Regions from separate parts of the Mus musculus genome. Here region 2 is linked to region 1. The links are chromatin contacts, called in public HiCAR-type maps. All regions are on one chromosome and are shown on one strand. Each heading gives the region's core, a stretch centred on a gene start, on an enhancer-like site or on the middle of the called end of the contact. The rest is flanking DNA. Distances are from core to core; before and after follow the strand shown. Region 1 holds the start of Dmrta1 (doublesex and mab-3 related transcription factor like family A1). Region 2 holds the start of Elavl2 (ELAV like RNA binding protein 1).

Evidence for each region. HiCAR-type assays count read pairs that join an accessible place to other places.
Region 2: a contact with region 1 is called in a HiCAR-type map of astrocytes, with 5 times the contacts expected there. The contact joins the promoter of Elavl2 here to the promoter of Dmrta1 in region 1. A contact is called at or near these places in 2 of 39 promoter capture datasets (cranial neural crest and liver), 3 of 115 datasets of contacts at active chromatin or transcription factors (astrocytes, embryonic forebrain and stem cell-derived neural progenitor cells) and 1 of 9 other capture datasets (adipose tissue).

What each region holds. Positions count from the first base shown.
Region 1 is chr4:89,685,857-89,692,604 of GRCm38.p6, reverse strand. It overlaps Dmrta1 (doublesex and mab-3 related transcription factor like family A1), which reads right to left and starts at 4,407. Exons shown (of 2, transcript NM_175647.3): 1 at 3,666-4,407; 2 at 1-1,169. The coding sequence starts at 4,296. The coding sequence ends at 328.
Region 2 is chr4:91,372,498-91,379,245 of GRCm38.p6, reverse strand. It overlaps Elavl2 (ELAV like RNA binding protein 1), which reads left to right and starts at 2,750. Exons shown (of 8, transcript NM_001347149.2): 1 at 2,750-3,310. Mir6402 (microRNA 6402) reads left to right here and starts at 5,883; the gene lies at 5,883-5,962.

The DNA.
Region 1 (6,748 bases), core at 3,158-5,657:
TAAAAGCATGTATGGCTTTATAATAAAAGTGATAATTTAAGGAGAAAATTCATTAGTTTAAAATAATAAAGTTTCCTGAAATAAGTTTATTCAAGGCACATATAATGATTAAATGTTTCTTTGATTTAATGAACACTAAAGAAAAGTCTTCAAATCTAAAGTATATTACACTGCTTAGAAAAATAGCATTTAAGGCTGAGAGGCCAAGCTTATGCTCTTTGAAGTACATTAAAAAGTGTGTGTGTGTGTGTGTGTGTGTGTGTGTGTGTGTGTGTGTGTGTGTGTTGCATGGCTCTAGAAACACTGCAGAATGGTAGAGTGGATATGTTACAGATGCTCCTGATTGGGCCTGAAATACAGTCTACCACCAGCTACTAAGTGCTTGCTAGGGAGGTGGGACGGCTCCCTAATCATCCCTGGAAACGCATAATCCAAAGTTGGCCGAAAAGGCAATGCTGGAACCAGTCCAGGTGTTAGGTAGGGTGACACAAAACCAGACAGCGCTCTTCCTGGAGAAGAATATGCCAGGCGCAGTGGGCTGAAAGCTAGTCTAGGATTGAAACTGTAGAGAGTTGAATCTCCTCCATAAGCAGCAGACGCAGCTTCAAGAGGAGAGAGAGCTGATTTATTACTTAGAGTCCCAAAGCCAATGCCAGCAAGACTAAAATCTGACGCTCTCTGAAAGGCTGCATTTTCCAAGTCTGCGCGTGCTAGGTCCCTGCAGTCGGGTTTATGTTCTCTCCCATTTAAGATCTGTTCAATAGCTTGGACTACATCTCCCTTGCAGAACTGTAGAATGCCTTCTAGGCGGCTATGCTTGTAACCTGGAAAGATCCTGGTAAGAATTCCGAGAGGGTCTCGTGGTCTTGAGGTCACCGTGGAAAGGCTGGCTCTGGTAGCAATGTAGTCTCTGGCCCACTCGCTTTCATTCCCTGATTCCAGGTCAGAGGAAGAGAAAGACCTGGGACTGTCTTCTCCTCCCGATTGATCCGTGGGGCAAGGAGACAGGATGATGGTGGATTTGTCTGGGTGTTCTGGAATAGATGACATGAAGCCCTGTTTCTCCACGGTCACATTACCCTTAGATGATCCCAGAGAATGGTGATGAGTGTTGGAGACTGGTTCTTCCTGTCTACTCTGGCATGACTCACAGTTTCTCTGTTTTGGTTCTGCAGGAAAGAAAACAAAATAATCAGACATAAAAATTTGCCACAACATAGTTATGTCCACTCAAAGACACTGATGGATGAAATAACAAACTCATTCAGTGTGTGTGTGTGTGTGTGTGTGTGTGTGTGTGTGTGTGTGTGAGAGAGAGAGAGAGAGAGAGAGAGAGAGAGAGAGAGAGAGAGAGATGCACTCTATATAGTGTAATTAGCAATTTTGATTCACCTAAAATCATCTTCATGGGAGTCACATTTTAAAGATCATGCAGAGCTAGCATGTATGGGAACAGAGGAGGGTGCTGTTTCTCGTGCATTTCAGGATATAAGATTATTCAATAAATCTCTTAGAAATTAAGGATCAAAAGAGGAGAGTTTGTTGTTACCCAAAGTGTCAATGTGACATCATCTTGGAATTAGAGTTTTTTTTTCCCAAATGTCCAAATTTTGCTTTGATCTAAGTGATGTTCTTCCCCCTCCCTCCCCTCCCCCACAGAGATCCTATATGACAAGAAGTAAGTAAAACAAGTAGTGAATATTCTACCTAATTTAAATGGTTATCTCCAGTATTCTTTGATGTTTCCCTGTCTCTTTAAGAAACAATCCTAAACCTGCTCCATAAAAGTTTATAGTTTATTTAAAATGTAAATCACATCAAATTTAACACTAGAAGGGACAAGACTCTGTTGCTAAGTCAAATATTTGATAAAAAAGAAAATTTGTGACAATTGTAAGATTGTACGTTGGTGTTTTCAACATCAAGTAATAATAAAACTTGTCAAACAATATTTGCCACTTGGAAACCAATTTCCATTCCTCTTTTGTTCCACTTGCTTCTACAGCAATTCACTGAGTATTGCTCCTGAAACATAGGAAATATCAAAATTAAATCTCTGTTATTTTGTCTAAAGAACAATGTATTACTTGTAGGTTGGACTCCCAGGACAAATATCTCTAAAGAAATACTGGTTGCAAGCTGTGCTTGGGGCTTCTGACTGTGACTCCAGTGTTCAGGAAGCTGTGGCAAATATTTGTTATAATTCCCTTCATCTCTGTCCTCTCTAGTTCTAGGGACTGTTTTATTCACTATTGTAGTGTACTGATAGCCTTCCTTTTTTTGAACATAAGCTTCTTTTATATAGGCAAATGTAATTTGCCTCTGAATCACTGTAGGTCTTTGTCTTGTAAATGAATAAGTTCAGTACAATATCTTACTATAGTTTATTCATATTGTGTAAGAGGGGGGTGGTCAATTTAGAAAGCCATTGAAGAAGTCTTTAAAATATGAACTTCTTTTTTTATAGGCCAGTCATTGTGACACAATAATCTAATACAATCATTAGGCCTGCAAAATGTACACTTTAGTACAAAACGTTTACATAAATCCATACCATCAGCCAAATCTCATTAGCAGTGTAGCTGAAGGAATGTTACCATCTCTCAACAGTCTCTATCTTCCATGAGAAACACTTAAAGTTCATTGGTCTAGTGAAATAAACTAGAGCATGTGTCCAAACTTGACGTAAGTGAATGTAAATTTTCAATGCAGAGATGGGCTTCTTTTGAAACTACACCCTCTTTTGCTAAGATCTGCAGTTTTGACAACCAAGCAAAGTTTCTAATTAATAGCTTACCACCGGTTATCGCATAACTTCATGTGATACAACCTGTTTAGGATTTTAACTAAATGATTTAAAGGAAATTCCCATTTAACAGCGGCCCTATGCAGGGATGAAAATTTCATGACAACATAGTGATATTGATATTACAGGAAAAGTTAATTTGGAGGTCATATTAGTTGTAAATCTAAACAAGAGATACTGGCCATGACTTTGTGGCCGGAAACTGCAAGGATAGACGAATACTCTGCTGAGATCTCTCCAGCTACAAAGTGACACTCTTGTCAATGGTTTCATTATCGACAGGGAAGGCCCAAACTTATTTCCAATGAGAACTAAATATAAGTCCCTAAAGTTTTCCTCTCCTTTGGGAATGGTGCTTAAAGAATTAAAATGGAGCAGGAAAGAAAAAGGTGAGAAATTTCAGTTTCTTAAGTGCTAACTGATGACAAAACACTGTCCCCAAATCAAAGATCGTCACAATAACCATAGTCAGCCGGTTTCCTGTGCAAGAACACTGTGGCTTTGCAACTGGAAAGAGTGTCAGCACACCCGCTAAAGTTTTCTCTTACAGCCTGCTTAAGTTCCGGCCACACAAAGACAAAGCCGACTGCGCCTAAATCCACTCCAGGTGCGAGCCGGCGGCTGTGATCCCATACACTTCACTGTTTTCATTGTCTTTAGACGCGGGATGAGCTCTTCCAGTGAAAACCTATTAACTATCCCCATCCCAGCCATCAACAGGGTAGATCTACATTACTGAACTTCAGCACTTCTTTCAAACAACTCTTTCTGTCCACTCTTAAGGAGCTGCTGCTCGTTTCTACACATTCTTGCAGAACAATCATTTTCTCTCATGAAAAGCAAACCAAAGAGGACTCACCCTGCTTTCTGTCAGCATAATCTTGCTGGAAAACCTCGAAAGTTGGGACTGACCGGCTCCCAGGGTGTCTAGAGGCACCCGCTCCCAGAACAGCTACAGCCATGGGGTTATTCAAGACCTGGGGACTCTCGGTCCTGCCGCTGCCCCCGGAAGCCTGAGCCCCGGACCCCGACGACCCCTGGTACAGAAGCCTGTGCAGCCCGCGGGCCTCGCTCTCCTCCTGCGCCTGCTGCCTGCGCAGGGCCACCTGCGCGGCCATGACACGCTGCCGCTCGGCGATCAGGGTGCACTTGGCACACGCGCAGTCCCGCCAGCGGCAGAAGCGCTTGTGGCCCTTGAGCGCTGACACCACGCCATGGTTGCGACAGCGCGCGCACTTCGGGGTCCGCGGGTAGCCGCAGCCTACCGCCCCCAACGCCCTATCCAGCCCAGGGCCCGGAGCGCATCCTGCGCGACCGGAGCTTGCGGTCGATCGCAGAAAAAGGCCAGGCGGCCGCAGGAAAGTCGCGGACACCGGAATCCCCGACGACACCGACCGCGCGGCCGAAGCGGGCGCAGCAGCCCGCCCTGGGGCCAGATGGGGTCGGCAGCCGCCGCTGCGGTCTCTACGACCGTGAGGTAATCGCTCCATTCTGAGAAGGCGCCTCTGAGGAGTAGAAACCAGCAAGTGCGCTGTCCAGAGCTACCCTGTGGGGATACCGGCTGAGGACCCGCCTAGGTCCCGCTGTCCCGCTCCGCGCACTAACTAGAGTTTGCTGTCCTGTCCCAGAGCAAGAAACCGCCGGGTCTAAGAGCTCCAGAACCTGACCGACGGCGCAGCCAGCCAGTGAGCCTCTGAGTCTAGACAGCTGGGGCAGTGTCCTGAGCTCTGCCAGTCTCCTGAGCCTAGAAGGGCCAGGCTGGAGGGCCACCCCGCCCACTGGGTAGGCTGGCCAAGGAAGGAGGCCAGGGGAGGACCTAGGGCGGAGAGTGGGACTTTCTGGGAGGTGGCCTGTGGGATAGGTTAGAAAGTGTCCAGATCAGACTGAAAGGTCCATTAAGAAAAAAGAAACTTTTATGTATTTTGGATATTCACTCTGTCAGATGCAGGGTTAGTGAAGGCTGTTTCACAATCTGTGGGCTGTCATTTTGTCCTAATGACAGTGTCCTTTGATTTACAGAAGCTTTTCATTTTCATAAGGCCCCATTTATTAGTTGTTTACGTTAGTGACTGAGTCATTGGTGTTTTGTTCAGGAAAATGTCTCCTGTACCGACGAGTTCAAGGCTATTCCCATTTTCTGTTCTATTAGATTTAGTGTATCTGGTAATATACAAAATATATACAGAACTCAAGAAGGTAGGCACCAACAATCCAAATAACCCAATCTAAAAATGGGGTACAGAGCTAAACAGGGAATTCTCAACAGAGGAAACTTGAATGGTTGAGAAGCAGGTAAAGAAATATGCAGATCACCAGGGATCACGAATCAAAACAACTCTGAGATTCCACCTTGCACTCATCACACTGGGTAAGATCAAAAACCCAAAGGACAGCACATGCTGGCAAGATTGTGGAGCAAGGGGAACACTCACTCCTACACTGCTGGTGGGAGTGCAAATGTGTACACAGGAAATCAATTTGGCTGTTTCTCAGAAAAGTGGGAATGGCTCTACCTCAAGACCCAACTATACCACTCCTGGGTATATCCCCAAAAGATGTTCCACCCCACCCCACCCACAAGGACATCTGCTCAACTATGTTCATAGCAGCTCTGTTACTAATATCTGGAAACAACCTAGATGTCCCTCAAAGGAAGAATGGATAAAGAAAATGTGGCTCATTTACACACTGGCATTAAATACAAGAACATCATAAATTTCTCAGGGAAATGAATAGAACTAGAAAATATCCTGAGTGAGATAACCCACACCCAAAAGGACATGCGTGGTATGTACTCACTTATAAGTGGATATTAGCCATAAAGTACAGGATAACCACACTATAATCAGCAGACCCAACGAAGCCAAATAACAAGGAGGTCCCAAGGGAGGATGAATCTTTCTCAGAAAAGGATCAAAACAGATATCAGAGGTTGATGGAAGGAGGGAACTGGGTGGAAGAGGTGATGGGAAGTGGAAGGGGGCAGGGAGGGAGATCATATGTAGGGAGAACAGATAGAGAAAGAAGATGAATAGCGGCAGGGGTGTGTGTGTAATCTCCTGGACTCTAGAACATGCCAGTAACCTGTGATAGGGGGAGATCCAAGAGGGTCTATGGGGGACAACTCAAGATGAGCCTCCTAACAGAGGCAATATGGATTTTGAGGTAGCCTCTTCCTATAGCTAGCCCAGACTCTGAGTGGAAGCATAAGAACAGTAACCCATCCACAAAACCTTCAACCCAAAATGTGTCCTGCCTACAAGATGTACAGGGACAAAGATGGAGCAGAGACTGAGAAAATGGCTAACCAATGACTAGCCCAAATTGAGACCCATCCCATGTGCAAGAAACAATCCCTGACACTATTAACAATACTCTGTTGGGCCTGCATACAAGAACCTATTAACTGTCCTCTGAGAGGCTCCACCCAGCAGCCAATGGATGGAGATGCAGAGACTCACAGCTAAACATTAGATGAAGCATGGAGAGTCTTACAGAATAGTTGGGAGAAGGATTGTGGGACCCGAAGATGACAGGGAGTCTACAAGAAGACCAACAGAATCAACTAACCTGGACCTGTGGGGGCTCCCAGAGACTGAATCGCCAACCAAAGAGAGTGCACAGGCTGGACCTAGGCTCCCTACACATATGAAGCAGATGAGCAGCTTGGCCTTCATGTGGGTCCTAAACAACTGGAGCCTATGGCCTGCTTGTCTGTGAATTTAAATGGACAACCTTGTCTGGCCTCAATGGGAAATGCTGCACCTAATCCGGCAACAACTTGATATCTATCTATCTATCTATCTATCTATCTATCTATCTATCTATCTATCTCTGTGTGTGTGCCTGTTTGTTTGTTTGTTTGTTTGGGGGGATTGGTACCCAGATTGATAAAAGTGTCTTCAAAGGGTTTTCCCTTACTTATTGAATGGCCTTGGGAAC
Region 2 (6,748 bases), core at 1,501-4,000, 1.7 Mb before region 1:
CTTGTATAAGGGAGTTATTTATCTTAACAACACTGTCCACAATGCCTTTAAGTATTCCTGGGAGGGACATGTTCTTTTATGAGTAAACTTCAGTAATATAGCCAATTGAAGTCTTTAAATCTCAGCTTTGAAAAGCACTACTTTGCAATTTTATCAACACTCAACTTTTCTCCATGCTTTTGGGAGCTCCCCAAACTCTCGCCCCTTTCTGTCTCAAGTCAAAATACTGCTGAGGTTTCAAGAGAATGTCAGACCTAACATGACTTAATCAGAATTTGAATGATCATGAAAAGACTGTTTATCTAATGCAAGTTTAGGTGCTGAGGATAATTCTTTTTCTTAACTATGAATCAAGAGGTGTTGATTAAAATTTGTGCTTAATTTAGGTGGGATGTTTGCACATAGCCTTCATTAATCGCTAGAAGCACAGTGCACCTTAATGTTTCGAGTTTGGCGTATGAAATTCACAGTGAGATCTGCATCCATATATCACTTGCCATTTTATTTTTAAAAGTCAGAAAAGCAAATGTTGCTTATCTATTTAAAGGTTTTTAAAAGTTAACATCTGTATTATTTAAGGAGTAAGCCACCATTTAAAGATATTTTCAGCTTCCCAGGTAATCTGTGCTATCTACAAAGAAAAGACAACATGTTGAATATAGCAATGTTTTGAAAATATTTCCTCTTCTGCCAAACTGAGACAAAGCATCTATACCGAATGTACAGAATTAAGGAATTTTTGCATTCGAATGAACAGCTTTATTACTTTCCATGTAATGTCTTTATTAGTTTCCACCCATAAAAAGGTACTTGTGCCTTTACCAATGTAAGAATCCCCTTCAAACTGCTACTATTTTATGAATGTATGGAACTAATGCAATATCAGGGTGTGAACATGATCACAAGGAGAAAATATGGTTCATCTCATGCATAAATGAATAAATCAAACAGTAGTGTAGTTTTGTCATTTTTTTCCATGCAGAGGTGGTAGGTGAGAGGAATTGAAGGTATTTGACAAGAAACCCAGTCTGCTGTTATTCATATTTCTATTGTAAACAGGGATGCAGGCTTTCTTATATTTTGGTCTCCTGGCTTCTTTTCTTCAAGCTGCTGTTTTTTCCCTTAATTTGTCTGTAGTTTCACTGGAGACTAGTTAATAGTTTTAAGTTGAAATTAAGCCCCAAGGAGCTATTGTTATATAAAAAGTAGGAGGTGGGAGCTCCAAAATGATAATTCTAAATGGTAATTATACACATAGATTCAGGCCCACTTTTCCTACCCTAGTTGTTGTTATGCAAAATAATATAACTTAGATACTGTTACACAGGTTAAACGGGGGATAAACAGGTCCCCAGTTCTTTACATTAATCATTTATCAAACTCAAGGACGCGCTCAAGGAACACCAATTTCCTTTCCACTTCTAAGTCACTTGCTCTCAGACCATCTTTCTCTTTCCCTCTGACATTCCATCTTCCTGCAATGTTTAATTTCTACCGTTGCCTTTGCTCTCTTACATTATCAAGGACAGTGACTAGTAGCAAATAAACATAGTAGTAAAATAATTTTTGAGAGAAGAGAGATTATGTAAGAAATATATGTACTGTTTAGGAAGTTGAGGCTATCTGTCAAAACTGAAAAATTCCTTGGGAATGAACTAAGTTAGGTGGATATTGTTTCTCATTGTAAATACATCTAGGTAAATTTAGTAATCTCACTTTCACTTAACGGAAGAAATAAGTATGAATAAACCTGCACTTCAGCCTCTTGAATATTACTCAAACATGAGGTTGGAATAAAGAAATCTTCATCTATAAAGCAAAGACATAGACAGCACTTGGTCTACTGATCAAACTTTTGAATTCTCAAAAGAACCTGGTAAAGGCTGAACTATCTTTACTGTCAGCAATCCTTGTGAGGTTCAAGATCTGTATTGCCAGCAAATGCAAAGGAGTGGCTTGTTTTAATTTTATATGTAGCTGCTCTTTTTACCTCCAACTGAAGGACCTTATTTCAATTCATTACCTGTTTTTTTGTTTTTGTTAAGTACGATGTTTTTGCTACCCCCTTTTAACCCTGACATACATTGAAAGCTAGTTCAAACTGTACAGATTCAGTTGAAACCATTTCTATTTCATTCTTATTCTAAAAGGAGAGAGAGAGAGAGAGAGAGAGAGAGAGAGAGAGAAAGAGAGAGAAAGAGGTGGACATATTAAAATAGAGAAACATACACACAGTTACCCAATATCTAATACAGATGTAAAGATTACTGGAACACAAACCAAAAAAGGCATGCGGACAAGTAATGGGTGTACGTTCAAATCCCTCTCAAATCAAAGAGAGGCGCTCTCGATGACTCATACATACCGGACAGTTTACTATTACAAAGAAACATGCCAAAGATGCAGCCGTGAGGGCAAATAAAACGAATCTTTTGGAAGCAGAAAGACTTAAGAGGAAAATAGATGGTGCAATATCGCAAACTCTCATAGTACAGTTCCCTCCCACGTTGCTCTCTCTCTCTCTCTCCCATCTCTTTTTGCTTCTTGCATTTCCCTTCGCCGCCAGTGTTAAGTGTGTACCTCCCGGCACAACTTACCTTGAAACGGGACTCCATTGAGCTCTCAAGAGTGACATAAGTCCCTAGCCAATCACCTAGCAGAGCTTCGCCTGGGCGGCCTCAATAGAAGCGTCTCGCCCAATCAGAAACCTGGGGCGATGAGCATGTTGCGTTGTGGCGCAACTCGGCGTATACTTCCGCGCGTGCTGCCCGGGATAGGACTCTGGCAGAGCAGCTGCACACACGGCAGTGCGGAGGCAGAGAAGGGGTTGGTGATACGGTGCTATAAATCTGTGGTCCAGTCCACCTCCCTTTTAAGACGTCCTCCCCCCTTATTTCTGTTCTCACTTAGAGATGCAGCAGCTTACTCCTGTAGCGACCTACTAAAAAGCAACACGGAGAAAGACATCGTCTTTTTGAAAAAACGTTCTTTCGTCTCTTTTCTTTGTTCCTTGGTTTGTTTTTCTTGCACCTTTTTGTTTAGTTGAACGGCAATAGGAGTAGTCTCTCCGTCTTTTTAAACTCTCTTTTTTAAGTTTCCCCTCCCCTTTCATATTTTTTTTCATCATTTCTTTTAGCATTGGACTTTGGGGTCGAAAGCATTTCTTTTTATTTGCTTCTTTTAAGCCGAGCACAGTTTAGGTTTCGTGCTGTCTTAAGAGAACTATCCAGCAGCTTCTTGCTCATCCTTATTGGGAGAAGTGCACCGTTACTTTAAAAATACACATACACAAAAACCTTAAGGGAGAAAGGTAAGTTTCGGTTTGGTTTCTTTAATCATTAGTTGCAGCGATGCGCTGGCAAACCCAGAAAACCTGTAAGTGAGCGGAATACAGAATGTGAAGTTAATTGCACATGTTTGCCTCATTTCAAAGCGACTGCTTTGCTTTTTTTTATTTTTATTTTTATTTTTTTTATTCTTGAGAGCCAGACTAGAAGACAGTGGACGCATGCTTAACGTACTGAATATTCGAAAATGTCACTTGATAGAAACTTAAGTGGTAAATGTGGTCAAGATCCAGCAGGCTACAATGGGAGGCTACATGTTCAGTGAGCTTCGGGGTTGAGGTTGGAAGTTCATTTCGTGGGAAGAGAGGGATAACTTGAATGTTGGAGGGGAATGCATGCCTCTACTTTCGCAAAGGAATCGGAGGACTGGGGAAATCAGAAGCCCTGGACTTACTTGCAGATTAGACCAGTGGGGAAAATCCTCAGCTTAATTGCATTAACTAGATAGCGTGTGCCGGGGAGATGGGATTGCCAGATGGAATTTAGATGCTGCACCAGGCAGCGAGTTGTAGTTGCCTGGAAAAAGTACATACAGCCTAAGGGCTGGGGCTGGGCTGGGGCTGGGGTAAGGTTAGAAGCTGTCAAAACTCATCATTGCCAGAATTGAGGACTCTGATTCACGGATTCCAATGATTGTAATTCAGATTTTAAAGAAGACTGCCAATTTGGGGCCGAATCTTTGAGCCTATACCGGATATGAGATTCCCTTTGTTCAGAAAAGCGTAAATAAGATCCTTGGAGCCGTGAGTGTGAAGTGGCAGCTGCTTGGGAGCCTCGCGGTGCTGGGCGCTGGGCAGTGGATTCCAAGCCCTGTCCTTGGTCCTACGCAGCGGAGCCCGCCTTCCGGGAAAGGGAGACTCACTGGCAGCCGCGAGGCATCGCAGCTACCCAGGGAGCTGAGTCGGCTGTATAGCCCTCAGCCCCTCCTCGCAGCTCCCCTTCCTCGAGTAGCTATTGTTAAAACTGACGCCAGGAGAAAGATGGTTGGGGACGAGACTCTGGGCAGACAGGCACACGCTTCATTTTAACTTTTGTGATTTCTCCGGGTGCAGGGGAAAACAGCCGGCTTTCTACTGCGAAAGAGCGAATCCGGGTAGACGTGGGAAAGGGGGAGGATGCTCGCCGGGCGGCGAGGGCGGGGGAGGTGGTGGCGGACCGAGGTGCTGGCTTTGCCTCGGAGAAGTTTAAATTATCGGCACGAGGGGGTGTGGGCGAATGTGTGCGTGCGAGCGCCGAGTGGTGCTCGAGACGCAAAGTATGGGGGCAAGCTACAAAGCTGGCCCGGGTTGTTCATCTCTCGCAGCTCCCTACCCCACCCACAGGCTGGTTCCAAAAGCTAGCGCTCTGCCACCCCCCCCCTTCCCCGACTCTGCCTAGGGCGTGTGTATGGGGGGGGGGGGGAGTAGGGATGGCAAGGTGGCAGTGCCCACCCTGTACCTCTGTGGCAGACAGGACTTCTCGTGGCCATTGTTGCTTAATTTATGCCCAGCACGTTGCTACGTGCCCACCTATTTCACGTCTATAAAGAATTAATAGGAAGGCTGTACAACTGTGGCAGATTGGAGGGTGGATGCGTTCCCCATTTTCCATTTTCAGGTATCTGTTACCAAAACAGACGTGGAGATTGGTTATCTTCTCTACCTCCTAACTACAGCTCCAGGTCTGCCTTTATTGTGGTGAGGGTGAGAAAAATAATCAGCCATTTAGTGTTTACGCTAACGCTGATGGACAGAGATGAATGTCCGAGCACTTCGTCCCTTAAATGGACGGGTTCTGCCCCTTCCCCCACTCATGTACACACATTCTATTTGGCTAAGATTCTAAACCTGCAACATTTCTCCACGACCTTATTTATTAGAGCTATTCCTAAGATAGTGGGGTAGGACGTGCGTATGTTTTATTTTTCTGGGCCTACTATTAATTGCAACCTAAAAAGATAGGCTTAAAATGAAGGAGAATTGGAGGGGTTACAAGGTAGACAATAGTGACCCAACAGCTTATCTTCCTAAATGATAATCCCTTTCTAAAGGTCAGGAGAGGGAGCTTGTGTTTTGTGGGGAAAGGAAGGTCAGGGATGTTTGATAATCCTCGTAAAATGGCTTCTTAAATGGGACATCTGAGAGATTTGTCAAAACTGAGCAAACAAGTCTGTGAAAAAGAAAAATGTTGAATGTTTCAAAGTCATCATTTAAGAGTTTAATTAAAAAGCAGTTTCCCCCAGTTATCTCTGCCATTCCATGAACCTATCTTAACAGACCCTTGAAGTCCCCCCCCCCCCATCTTTTAACCACGGGCTTGGGCATTCCTTTTATAGAGCTAACCCGTTTGCAGTTCTGTGGGAGAACGAAGATTGTAGACCGATGTGCTTTAGCCTACTTGGAAAGTATCTGTTGAGAGAGGTCTAACTTCAAGCAGACATCTTCAGAAAGTAAAGTGAAGGGCATTGGAAGGGTTTCAGGTGTAGATTAACAAATTGGGTAGGCCCATTTCTCTCCAACACTTCAAAACTGGTATTCTTAGCAATAATGCATGCCTGGGATGGGAATATTATAACTGTTTAGAGGGAGGTCAAAGAGGCACAGGCGCTCTCTGAGCAGTTTTCCCAGGAACCCGCACAAAGTCAGTTAAGGTCATTTAATTCCAAGTCTGATTTGAGGTGACACAGAAATGCTGGTGTTGAATCAATTAGCTATTTCTGGTGTCCCTAACCAGGGTCTCCCAAACTGAGGATGGCCTGTCTCCATTTTGACCATAATTGTTTTCCCTAATTTACTATGCCTGATTTCACTTCCCACTAGAGGGTAAATTTGCACCCCCCTTCATCCCTGGGATAGAGGAGTCCTCCCTCCCCGCCCGTCGCGTGGGGGCGGGGATCTCTGGGCGCCCTTAGCGAACCTTGCTGCATCAAACCCGCATCATGTCCTTGAAGCTGTAACCTCCATCACGTTCTTGCGGCGACTCGATCGCCCACTGTTCAGTTCTTTCCTCCTGCCTCCTGCAATTTCAGGTAGGTATGTCAGGTGATGTTTTTAAATGTAGTTTTCTAGAGGGAAGGGTTAAAACCAAAACCTTTTCATTAATAGAAAAAAAAAAAAAAAACCCTGTACGACAGGTGCTCTGGTAATTAAGCCGCCAAGCAGGTGTAAAAAAACGTGTGCGGCTCTGTCTCCAGATCTTGGGTCTGGGTCCAGAGCAGGCGCAGGTTTTTTTGGGTAAAAGAGATTTATCTGAGTGAGGGAGCAGGTTGGGGATGGTCAGCACTCGGACGCCCCCTCGGAGCAGGGCCTGTGCGGGGCTGGTGTGAGGGCACTGGGAGGATGTGGTTCAGGGCAGGTGCATGCAGGGTCGAGTGCAGGATTTCCTACTTCACATCTGAAGCAGGGTATAGCACCTCGCACAGG